Linked DNA regions of Rattus norvegicus: region 2 is linked to region 1. The links are chromatin contacts, called in public Hi-C maps. All regions are on one chromosome and are shown on one strand. Each heading gives the region's core, a stretch centred on a gene start, on an enhancer-like site or on the middle of the called end of the contact. The rest is flanking DNA. Distances are from core to core; before and after follow the strand shown.

The links. Hi-C and Micro-C count contacts between places; a contact is called where the count stands out from the background.
Region 2: a contact with region 1 is called in a Hi-C map of the A7r5 cell line, with 4 times the contacts expected there. The contact joins two enhancer-like sites. A contact is called at or near these places in 12 of 12 Hi-C or Micro-C datasets (the A7r5 cell line, the Rat2 cell line, Schwann cells and 7 more) and 1 of 1 datasets of contacts at active chromatin or transcription factors (oligodendrocytes).

The regions. Positions count from the first base shown.
Region 1 is chr2:192,444,200-192,449,324 of GRCr8, forward strand. The region is part of intron 1 of LOC134485757 (basic proline-rich protein-like); the gene reads left to right. Among named protein-coding and RNA genes, the nearest start is that of Vangl1, 120 kb to the left of the region's middle. Within about 2 kb of position 3,197, at least 9 of the 93 cell types and tissues checked have an H3K27ac peak or open chromatin away from gene starts, as enhancers often do. A contact at or near this core is called in the A7r5 cell line, where this site is marked.
Region 2 is chr2:192,823,381-192,828,505 of GRCr8, forward strand. All of the region lies in intron 1 of LOC134485941 (a long non-coding RNA gene), which reads right to left. Among named protein-coding and RNA genes, the nearest start is that of Tspan2, 40 kb to the right of the region's middle. Within about 2 kb of position 1,976, at least 1 of the 93 cell types and tissues checked has an H3K27ac peak or open chromatin away from gene starts, as enhancers often do. A contact at or near this core is called in the A7r5 cell line, where this site is marked.

The DNA of each region.
Region 1 (5,125 bases), core at 1,947-4,446:
CACACATTATGCTGTGCTAAAAGGAGTGCAAGTGTCATTTTTATTTCTCCTCCAAAAGATCTTGCTGTACAGTACGTATCCTTGCTGAGAGACTCTGATGGTGGAAGCACTTTCAGGTTGTCCTTGGTTTACCCAGCTTGCCCGAATCGCTACTGTTGTGCTTTGGGGACACTGTTGATTAAGGTCAAGGTTGCTTGGACATAGCCCTGCAATACCGCAACAGGGGATCTGATAACCAGGATGGCTGTCTGGTAACTAATAGGCAGGTAGCGTATATAACATGGATGTGCTGAATAAAGAGGTGGGTCACATCCCGAGCAGGATGGAATGACAGAGCTACAGGGTTTCTCATACTATACAGAATGGTACACACGTTTAGGACTTCGGAGTTGTTGATCTGCAAAAATTTCCATTTGCAATTTTCAGACTGAGGTTGACCCCAGGCAGCTGAAAACATAGAAAGTGAAATTATGGCTAAGGTTGTGGTTCCACTTTGCATTCAATACACGATTCTCCGAAGAAGCTAAACAAGAAGGAAGGCACAAGGGAGGATGCTTGAATCTCTCTTAGGAGAGGGAATGAAATGGTCATTAGAGGCCGATGGAGGGAGGGGAGCTGGGTGGGAGAGGGGATCAGGAGGGGAATGGGAGTGGGGGTTCAAGTCAGGTGTGGAGAGGGACAGGAGAGATGGCCAGATAAACATGAGAATGAATGGAAATCTGCAACTGGTAGGTGGGAGGGTAGGGGGCACCTCTAGGACAAGACAGAGACCTGGGATAAAGGAGGCACCCAAGAATCGATGAGGGTGACCTTAGCCATGACTCACAGCATTGGTGATATGGGACCTGAAAAGACCACCTCCTATAACCAGGAAGAACCCCATGGAGCCATAGGGATACCCACTAATTCACAAAACCTTTGACCCAAAATTTATCATGTCCACAAGAAATGCAGGGATTGGGGATGAAACAGAGACTAAGGGAATGGCCAAGCAATAACCAGCTCAACTTGAGACACGTCCCATGGGCAAGCACCAATCCCTGATACTACTAATGATATTCTGTTATGCTTGCAGACAGAAATCTAGTATGGTTGTCCTCTGAGAGGATACATCCAGCAGCTGACTCAGACAGATGCAGACACCCACAGTCAAACAGCGGATGTAGCTTGGAGACTCTTCTAGAAGAGCAGGGGGAAGGATTGAGGGTCTCAGAGGGGATAGCAATTCCCCAGGAATTCCAAAAGATTCAACTAACCTGGACCCTCAGGGCTCTCAGAGACTAAACACCAACCAAAGAACATATGTGGACTGGACCTAGACCTCACGGCACATACATATGTGAAGCTTGATCTTCATGTGGGTCTGGAACAACTGTCCATCGGCTGTCTTGTCTGGTCTCGGTAGAGGAGGATACACCTAGCCCAGAAGAGACTTGATGTACTCGTGGGTGGGAGGATACCCAACAGGATGCCTATCCTCTCAGAAAAGAAGGGGAGGAGGGATACGGGGGAGGATAGCAAAGTGGGTGACTGGGAAAGGGGGCAGTGAGTAAGATGTAAAGTGAATAAATTAAAAAGAAAAAATCATGGCATTTATAGAAAAAAACATTATTTTCAGAAGAAATGCACACATGGCTTTTCTACCTATTCTTCATTGGACGCAGGAATTATCTCATATATATATATGTGTGTGCGTGTGTGCATGTGTGCGTGTGTGCTGTGTGTGTAAATGCTGCTATTGGAATAGTTGAAATTTAAATATATTTTCTGAGGCTCTTTAATGTGAACTAGATGATTTATAAAGTCCAAATTTTGAATTTTGTTTGCCATAATCAGAGCAAATGTATATACCAAATAACATTAGGCTTGGCAAAATGTAAGTAGACAGGAACACGGTAACTTGATATTTATGCTCTTGACTACCTAGATTGGCATTCAAAATTTTTCTGGGAAATTTAGGAACACAGATTATTGAAGTGACATATTCTGATAACACCCTGGGATGTTTATTATCTCGTTGCGGTTTTGAAACCCTTCATATTGAACAAACTTGATCTCATTTCAAGGGCAACTTGTTGGGATTTGAAAGCAAATCTTTGCTCTTGAGAAGAATGAGAGAGACTTAAGGAGGTGTGGAGAGAATGCTGAACCGAATCCAACATCCCTTTGTAAGTGTGTCTTACAAGAAATACTTCAGCCCTGTATGTACATCACAGTTCCTAGAATGGGGGTTGAAATTGGAAAGTCTCATAAAATGTAGACTTGGCTAAAATAACCCTCACTCTTCTGTTTGTTTGTTGTGCTCATGTATATGTATGTGCATATGTGTATACATTTATCTACACATTCATGTATGTATATGCACACATGAATAAATATATATGCATGTACATATATGGAGAAATTTTAAAATTATTGTTTGTGATAAGTGAACTGCCTACATGTATTTGTGTGTGTGTGTGTGTGTGTGTGTGTGTGTAAAACACTATTCTATGTGTGTAAACAATATTCTATGCCTATTGAAGTCAGAAGAGGATGTTGGAGACCCTGGAGTTACACACAGTTGTGAGCTACCGTGTAGAGCCCCAGGTCACGTGCAAAAATAACTAGTGCTCTCAACCACTGGCCAACTCTCCAGCTCTGGTCTTCCATCTAAGTTTAGTCAGAGAACAAGAAAATATTCACAGTGGGATTCCCACTAGGAAGAATAGGCTCCTGGGATATAGACGTGACCTGAGAGTGACCCATCTCATTTCATTCTCTGACCGCAGTGGAAATCCCCAGGCCCTACTGTCCACAGCACCAGACGGACCCTGTCTCAGCCCAGGGACAATGTAACCATGGCAATCCAGTAGTTCTTGGTGCCATCTAAAAGAAGTCAATCTCAGGGAGTGTAAGAAGAAGGGCAGAGCTGTTTGGGAATGGATGTTATCTGACTTCCCACAGATTTACATTTTGTTCAAAGCCCTGAGGACACCAGTGTGAAAAACAGTGCACCAGGATGAGGAGAAAGAGAAGAGAAGAATGAGGATTGGGTGGGAAAGGACATGGGATGGGAAAGAGGGAGCAGAGGCAAGAGGAACTGTGGAGACTGGGAAGTCCAAAAGAGGCAGAGGCACTGTGTGTAGTTAACTTTCCTTGCAGGGACCTCGGTCGGTTCCAAACATATTCCGCCCCTAGGTGGTGCTGTGTAGTCAGCAAGATCAGGAAATAACCATTGTTGGAAGCAAGGGATTTCTCTTTGCCGCCTGTGTACAGGAACCTGGCTGGACTGCTCTCCCACACTACTCTAGATGAACCCAGGTGTTGGTCCCTGTCTCGCTTCATTCTCCTTGCTCTTATCCCATCGTCTAGGTGCTTTCCGGATGCTGCGTCCTGGATACTCCCTAGAAATGTGCAAAGTGGGCAGTGTTACCTTTCGTCCATAGATGAAAATACATGCCCGAGACTCAGAGCGAGAAGCTCAAGGCCTCTCTGCTTGGAGAAGGTTTAAATTCAAATCTGGGGACAGTTTTCGAGCTTACAAGATAATCTCATGCTGGACTCACAAAGGCCACCTCTGCGACCCTGAACCTCACTGGTGTATCTTTCCTGCGGGCTCACTTGGGGCCAGCCTGGCGGCCACCTGGCCCTCTATCAATCAGCAGCCTTTATTGAGGGGGAACGACACTGTGTACAGAGCCCTGCCCCAGCCCTTGGCAGTAGAAGTCACAGGTGGCTGGTCTGGAGGGAGGAGGATTACTGTGAGTCATCACTTCCCCAAAGAGCCTATGGTAGATTCCTTGTTCATTGGTCACTAGGGTGACACAGCTGAGTGTGAGTAACAAGAGGGGGAGGGGCAAAGGGGAAGAAGAGCCCGAACCCTCTAAATTCATCACTGCTGTGAGTCGTCCTAAAACAAGGAAGAAGGTTTATTTTCCATTTCAATTTAAACCTGTCAAGACGTGTAGAAGTTACAGGCCAGTGATCCAAGAAGTAAATGCAATTCTTATATAATTATTAATTAGTACCGAAATTGGCAAACTCCAAATTAAAAAAGTTAGTCAATGTTATTAGGGGGTAACAATAATTATTTAAAAAAAACATAGCTGTCAGAGTACATTGCCTAATGTATTTCACATTGGGGTGGTAAAAAGCAGAAAGGAAGAGGAAGCAGAAGCAGAGGGATGACAGAAAAGAAGGGAAAAGAGAAATGAAAAATCTGCCTTGGGGGGTCCCATTGGGCTGTGTGTCTGGCCTCATGACCTCTGGCCTTGTGATCTCTGGCCCTTGCTTTCGTCTTTTTCTCCTTTACATTGCCATATGTTTTCTCCCTCTGCATCCATATTTAGCGATGCAGGGAAAGAAAACAGGGTCCAAAGGTGAATTATTTTTCTCCGTGCTCACTAGCAGCATATAAGGTAATTTTCACTGAGCTGAAAAAAAAAATAAGATTGATCAGTTAATTATCAATTCAGGTTATAACCTGCACCGTATTTCTTTACAGTTTCTAAGTGGCTGAGAGAGTTTTCTGGAGTTGAGTAGATACAGGATAGAGGTGAGCCGACTGCAAGTTTGATAGTAGTGTTGATAAGCGAATGCCTTTTAGAAGTCTTGTGTGTCTGCCTCTATGTTAAGCACCTGGCCAGTTGCAGAAGTAATAAAGAAAGAATTTAGGTGAAAAACAAGACCGAGATGATATATTATTATGCTTCCTTACCTTTAAGCTTTCAAGGCTCATCAAACAAAGGGCACACTCATCTTGCACGAAGAAAAGAGAGCTGCTTCTGATACATCTGGTGAATTCATCTGTTGTCAGGAAGGTGCAGCCAAGGGTCCAGAGAAATGACCTTCTCTAGGCCCTTTCTTCAAACTGTCTGGGTTTTATCAATGGTCTTGACTTCATAAAACAAAACAGCATGAGAGGCAGTTATCCAAGCGAGTGAGCTTCCAACTGTCAGGATACGGATAGGCAAGAGTCCTTGAGGCAAGCAGCTGTGACCTCAGACATAGGAGGCCTCAGATTCATTTGCTTTGGGTGTTGAAATCAAGCAAGAAAGCAGTTACTGTTAAGTGTTAGTGTTATTCCAACCTCAATGAGATTTTATCTATGGAGAGAAAGATTAGGGGAGACCAAATTTATTGT
Region 2 (5,125 bases), core at 726-3,225, 380 kb after region 1:
GATGGGACCCTCAAGCTGAGAAGATGTTTAGCAGTTAGGCAAGTGGAATATACCTATGTCAGGCAAGACAGCTGGGCCTAGAGATGTTGTGGCCCATCTGGGGAGAGAAAAGGTAAAAAGCCAGAGAAGCCTGAGAGGATAAGCCATGGATGGTTTCTCCTTCCCTTTAAACACGATAGGAAGCTAGACAAGCCGAGAGCCATTTTACAGATTCGAGAATCATTGCTCCGATGGGAAGGGAACAGAAGTTGATCCTCAGGGAAACAAGACTGAAGGCCAACAGAAAACGAGGGTCTAAATTAGAACCAGGACATGAGGCCGGGTGGAGGAAGAGATGTGGCACAAAGCAGGTCTGCAGGACTTGCTTACAGAGTGGGTGTGGAGGGGAGGCAGGATTGGGAAATTCTCAATCAATTCTGAGCTCCAGCTTGGGGGGCAGGGGGCTAACTTGATGGTGTGTTACTCATTAGACCAGGGATCACAAAACCTATATACAGAAGACGGTAAGTTCTATTTTGAACATGGGGAATTGGATGTGGCTAAGAGGAGAATTCTGGGAGGTAATTGGTAATTGACTGTTTAGTCTGAAGCCTGGGGAATTGATCTAGGGTTGGCAGTAGTCTATGGCATTGGAAGGGGAATGGCCTTCTGAGGAAGCAGCCACCATAGAGAGAGAACAGCTGGGGGCAGGCTCCTAGGCAAAGCTCCCTGCTAAGGGGGATGGGTGCCACCAGAGCCGAGAAGGACTAAGAAAGAGCCAGGTAGGCAACTCCTTAGCGTTTAACACCCCTCGTGGAACCATGAAGATTAAGAATCATGTAACAAACTCAGCGTGAGGTAGGCACTCAGGGCTAGCTACTGCCCCTACTGTAGTAACATGGCTAGGAAAGGAAATGTAACAGGACCCAGACCCGTGTTAGCTTGTGTGGAGGCTAGCGGATGTGCAAGTGGGCACTGTTGACTGATGTCTTGTGTGTTGACTGAAGTTCAGAAATGGATTCTGACATTTAGATCTGAGTAACCTTAATGATGTCCCCTCAACCCCCAGTGCTGCAAGGCAGAGACGACTGGTGTTTCTATTTATTGATAAGCACTTCAGATTAGTAAACACTATGCAGTGTGCCTAGTAATCCTCATAAAAGTCGGGCCCTCTTTAAATCATGTCATCTCCAGGGCATCCCTTTTGAGGAGTGAGGATCAGAAAGGAACACGAAAACACATACGTGCACTAGTGACACACACACACACACACACACATACACACACACACACACAAGCATGCACACGCCCACAGAAGGTGGCAGCTACTCTTTGCCAAATCTCAGTTCTTGGCTCTGCCATTGCCTCCTCTCATCCCTACTAAGTGCCTCAGTTTCCCATTGGGAAATGGGACTAAAGGGTTCAGTACCTCCCTCCCTTCCTCCTAAGAAGTAAACCTACTAAGGTCATATTTGAGGCTTCTGGAGCTGGAGGATGTGAAGACCTACGTGGACTGTTCAGTTAAATGGCAGGAAGGTGCAGCCCTTGCCCCTCACTCTAAGTAGATAGGTACACTGAGAAGTTGGAACATCATTTGGGTGCCTGACCCTTGCTGTAGTCACTCCTGAAGCTGAGGACAAGTGGGAATATTGGGAGACTGACAGTTACCCACAATAAGTAGCAAGCAAATGGAAGCTCGGCTCTGGCAGTGGACCATCAGCTGGAAGGCAATGAGTTGCCGCTGAATGAAATCCTAAACTAAGCTAGCCCGATCACGGGGCCTGCTCTCTTTCTTCTGCCCACGCCCTTCCCCATTTCGAATTTCCAGGTCCAAAACATAAGGCCGAGACATCTTTATCAGATGCAGCATACAGAAATCTCTACTTAGGATTTCTCTGAAATGTCTCCCTTTTATATGTAGTACATAAATGTGTGGTTCATAAATAAACACCTCACACTGATCTGTCAGCAAGGGAAATGATCCACCCTGAAGGCATTTGGCCACCTCAGCTCCAGAAGCAACTGACCCTCAGGTTTCTGGAATGTCCTGTGACCTGCCTTCTCGGCAAGCCTAGTCCACCCTCAGCCCACCTGTTCCTGGAAGCTACTTAGAAGAATTCAATAAGTTTCCTTTGCCCCACCCTACCTCTCTCTAATCAGCGAGATGGGTCCCTCACCTCAACCTTCCACTCCTGGTGTTCCCATGCCTCCAAAACACACTGAATTTTGGAGCATGGCTGGGGGTGGGGGGAGAGGAGGGAGTCATCACTCTCTCCTGGCATGGCTCTGAAGCCTTCCATGGTCACGTGCACCCTGAGTGGCTCCATCAGCAGCACAAGAAGGCTAATCCTCCAGACAAGTGTTAGCAAAGTCTGCGAGAGCAGGAGATGATCACATTCAACAGCTATTTGTTGAGCTCCCCTCATCTGCTCTGCAATGTACTAATGTGGCTTTGGCCCAGCAATGAGAGAGGGGAGTGTTATGAAGACCGTCCTCACAAGGAAAAAGCAATGTCACCTTCTCACTTGGCACTACACACAGTTCATTAACAAAGCTCTTTCAATAACGGCCATTCCATCTCTACCTTTAGAAGAGAAACTGACATTGCTACTGGCCAGCCCATGGCATGGTTCCCACATTCACATGAGGGAAATAGATGCCTGGCGATGCCCAGGACTGGTGTCCAGCAGAGTGCCAGTGATGAGACCCTGACTGCAGATCCAGGGTCCAGGAATGGAAGGCACTACCACCTGCACCCTTGGACACAAACACAGACCTCTATGGGCTAGAACTTAGACGGTGGATGCCAGGGAAACAGACCAAGACCACATGTTAAATACATCTAAAGAACCATGGTGGAGAAGGGCCAGCCACCATGGAGAGTCGGGAAGAGAACAGATGACAGCCACCCAGCGTTGGGCTTCAGGGAAGCAGGAGAGTTGGTCCCCTCTGGACCACTCTCTTCTGCCCTTACCCATTGTCATGTTACCCCACTTCAGACCCTAAGAGCCACATTACCATTCTTCAGTTAATCAGACTAACCGTGAGGAGACAACCTGCTCTCAAATGGCACCTCCATTCTGGAGGAAAGGGAAATTAACATTTCTCCTGCTGCAACTAAGAGTTCTTCCAAGTAGACCCTACAGGAAGTCTTCTCATACCCATGTTTGGTTCCCAGTACCTACAAGGTGTCTCACAACCCCCCTTAAGTCCAGTTTCAGGGGATCTGAGACCCTTTTCCAACCTCTGTGGGCACCAGGCACACATATGGTACAGATATCCAGGCAAAACATTCATACACATAAATAAGTATTTACAGTTTTAATATTTCTTTCTTTATGTATTGACTGTGCATGCACCATAGTACTCATGTGGGGCTCAGAGGACAGCTTGTGCGCCTCAGTTCTCTCCTATCCTATGGAGATTAACTGTTTAGCCATCTCCCCAGCTCCCTGTAATAATTTGTTAAAAGAAGGAAGGAAGCTTAGCACCTCTCCTTCTGGCTACAGATAGGACCTGACCAGCTGGCCTAGGCTTCACTCCCAGGCCTCCCCCCATAATGCACGTTCATGAGTCAAATAAACTTTCCTTCCTTGATTGTTTTGTCAGGCATTTTCTCATAGCCATGAGAAAAATTGGCTAACACACCCACCCACCACTGATCCCTCCTGTCTGTGCCTTCCAGTTCAGAGCCATTCCAGGGGAAACCAAGCTGGCATAGCTCATCTTTGCACACAAGCCACACCTACGCAAGCCTATAGTTTAATTACAGCTGGGTCAGTTACCCTCCCAATCAAGGAATGGTCTTGTAGGAAAATAAAACGGCTGTTTGCCAGAGCCTGGAGCTATGAGGGAAGCTGGGCGGAACCACAATGACACCCACTCCCTGTGTTCAGGCTTGTCTTTCCTGTCCCTCCATGATGGCCTGGGGACATGCTCTTCCTACTTCACACCTGCGATTCCTGGTAGCCTGACAGATGAACCCCTGCTTCCTACATTCAGCCAAAATCTAGACCTTATTCTGGCTTTGATCTCTCTCTCTCTCTCTCTCTCTCTCTCTCTCTCTCTCTCTCTCTCTCTCTCTCGCTCTCTCTCTCTCTCTCTCTCCCCTTCTCTCTCTCCCTCTCTCTCTCTCTCTCTGTGTGTGTGTGTGTGTGTCAGAGAGAGAGAGAGAGAGAGAGAGAGAGTCTGTGTGTGTTTGTTTATGTGTCTCTGCTGTGTCTGTCTGTGTCTGAGTCTGTTACTCTCTGGAGCATTAAATTGCCTACTTCCATTGTCTTGTTAACTTATCAACTAGATTATAAAACCTTCACACATTTTCTCTGTGTATGATAAGTTACTGGCTGCTGCTTGTCAGGAAGGCCAGAAGCATGAGTGAGAGCATGGAGCATGGAGCATGGAGCCAGTTCAGGAAGAGCGACTGCCTCCCCATCACCATTCTACACAAGGCAGACCTGCAGGCACACCGGTAACACCACCAGCCATATTAGCCATGCTTCTGTGCCCTGCTCCTTCCTCCAGGGATGCAGAACAGGGTCAGAGCCATAGCTCATGGCTCTGCCTCCCCTGAACATCATGGCTAAGCCCTCATCTTCCCTAGATAATAAACCTGCAGAGTCCTAGGCAAAAGCCTTTCATATAGACAGAAAGCACTGTTATACTAAGTGAAACTCAGCCATCTAATTTGGCTACTTGCACTCAAGCCATGCCCAGTAGAACCACAGGGCCTAAGAGCATATTGTGATTAAAATGTCTGGTCTGAGGAAAGAGCCACCCAATAAAGTGCTTGCTGCACAAGCATAAGGACCTGAGCATGGATTCCCAGAGCCCACATAAAAAGCTGGTGGTACATACCAGAGAACCCAGTGCTGGGAGCCAGAGACAATCAGATCTGCCAGAGCTCACTGCTGGCCAGCAGTGAAGGGACAAAGTTCCAGACTGAGGGACAGGACCTTGTCTCAAAACAAATTAGGTGAGAAGCAATAAAAGAAAACACCCGACATGGACTCCCAGTCTTTGCACATGCATGGGTTTACAATGACTCCACCTAAGTCATTGGCATACACAGGCCACGTTCTAGGTCTGGTTCTGTTGCCACAGCCACCTGTATGTCCTTCTGCCATCTCTTGTCTAGCCATTCCTCTCC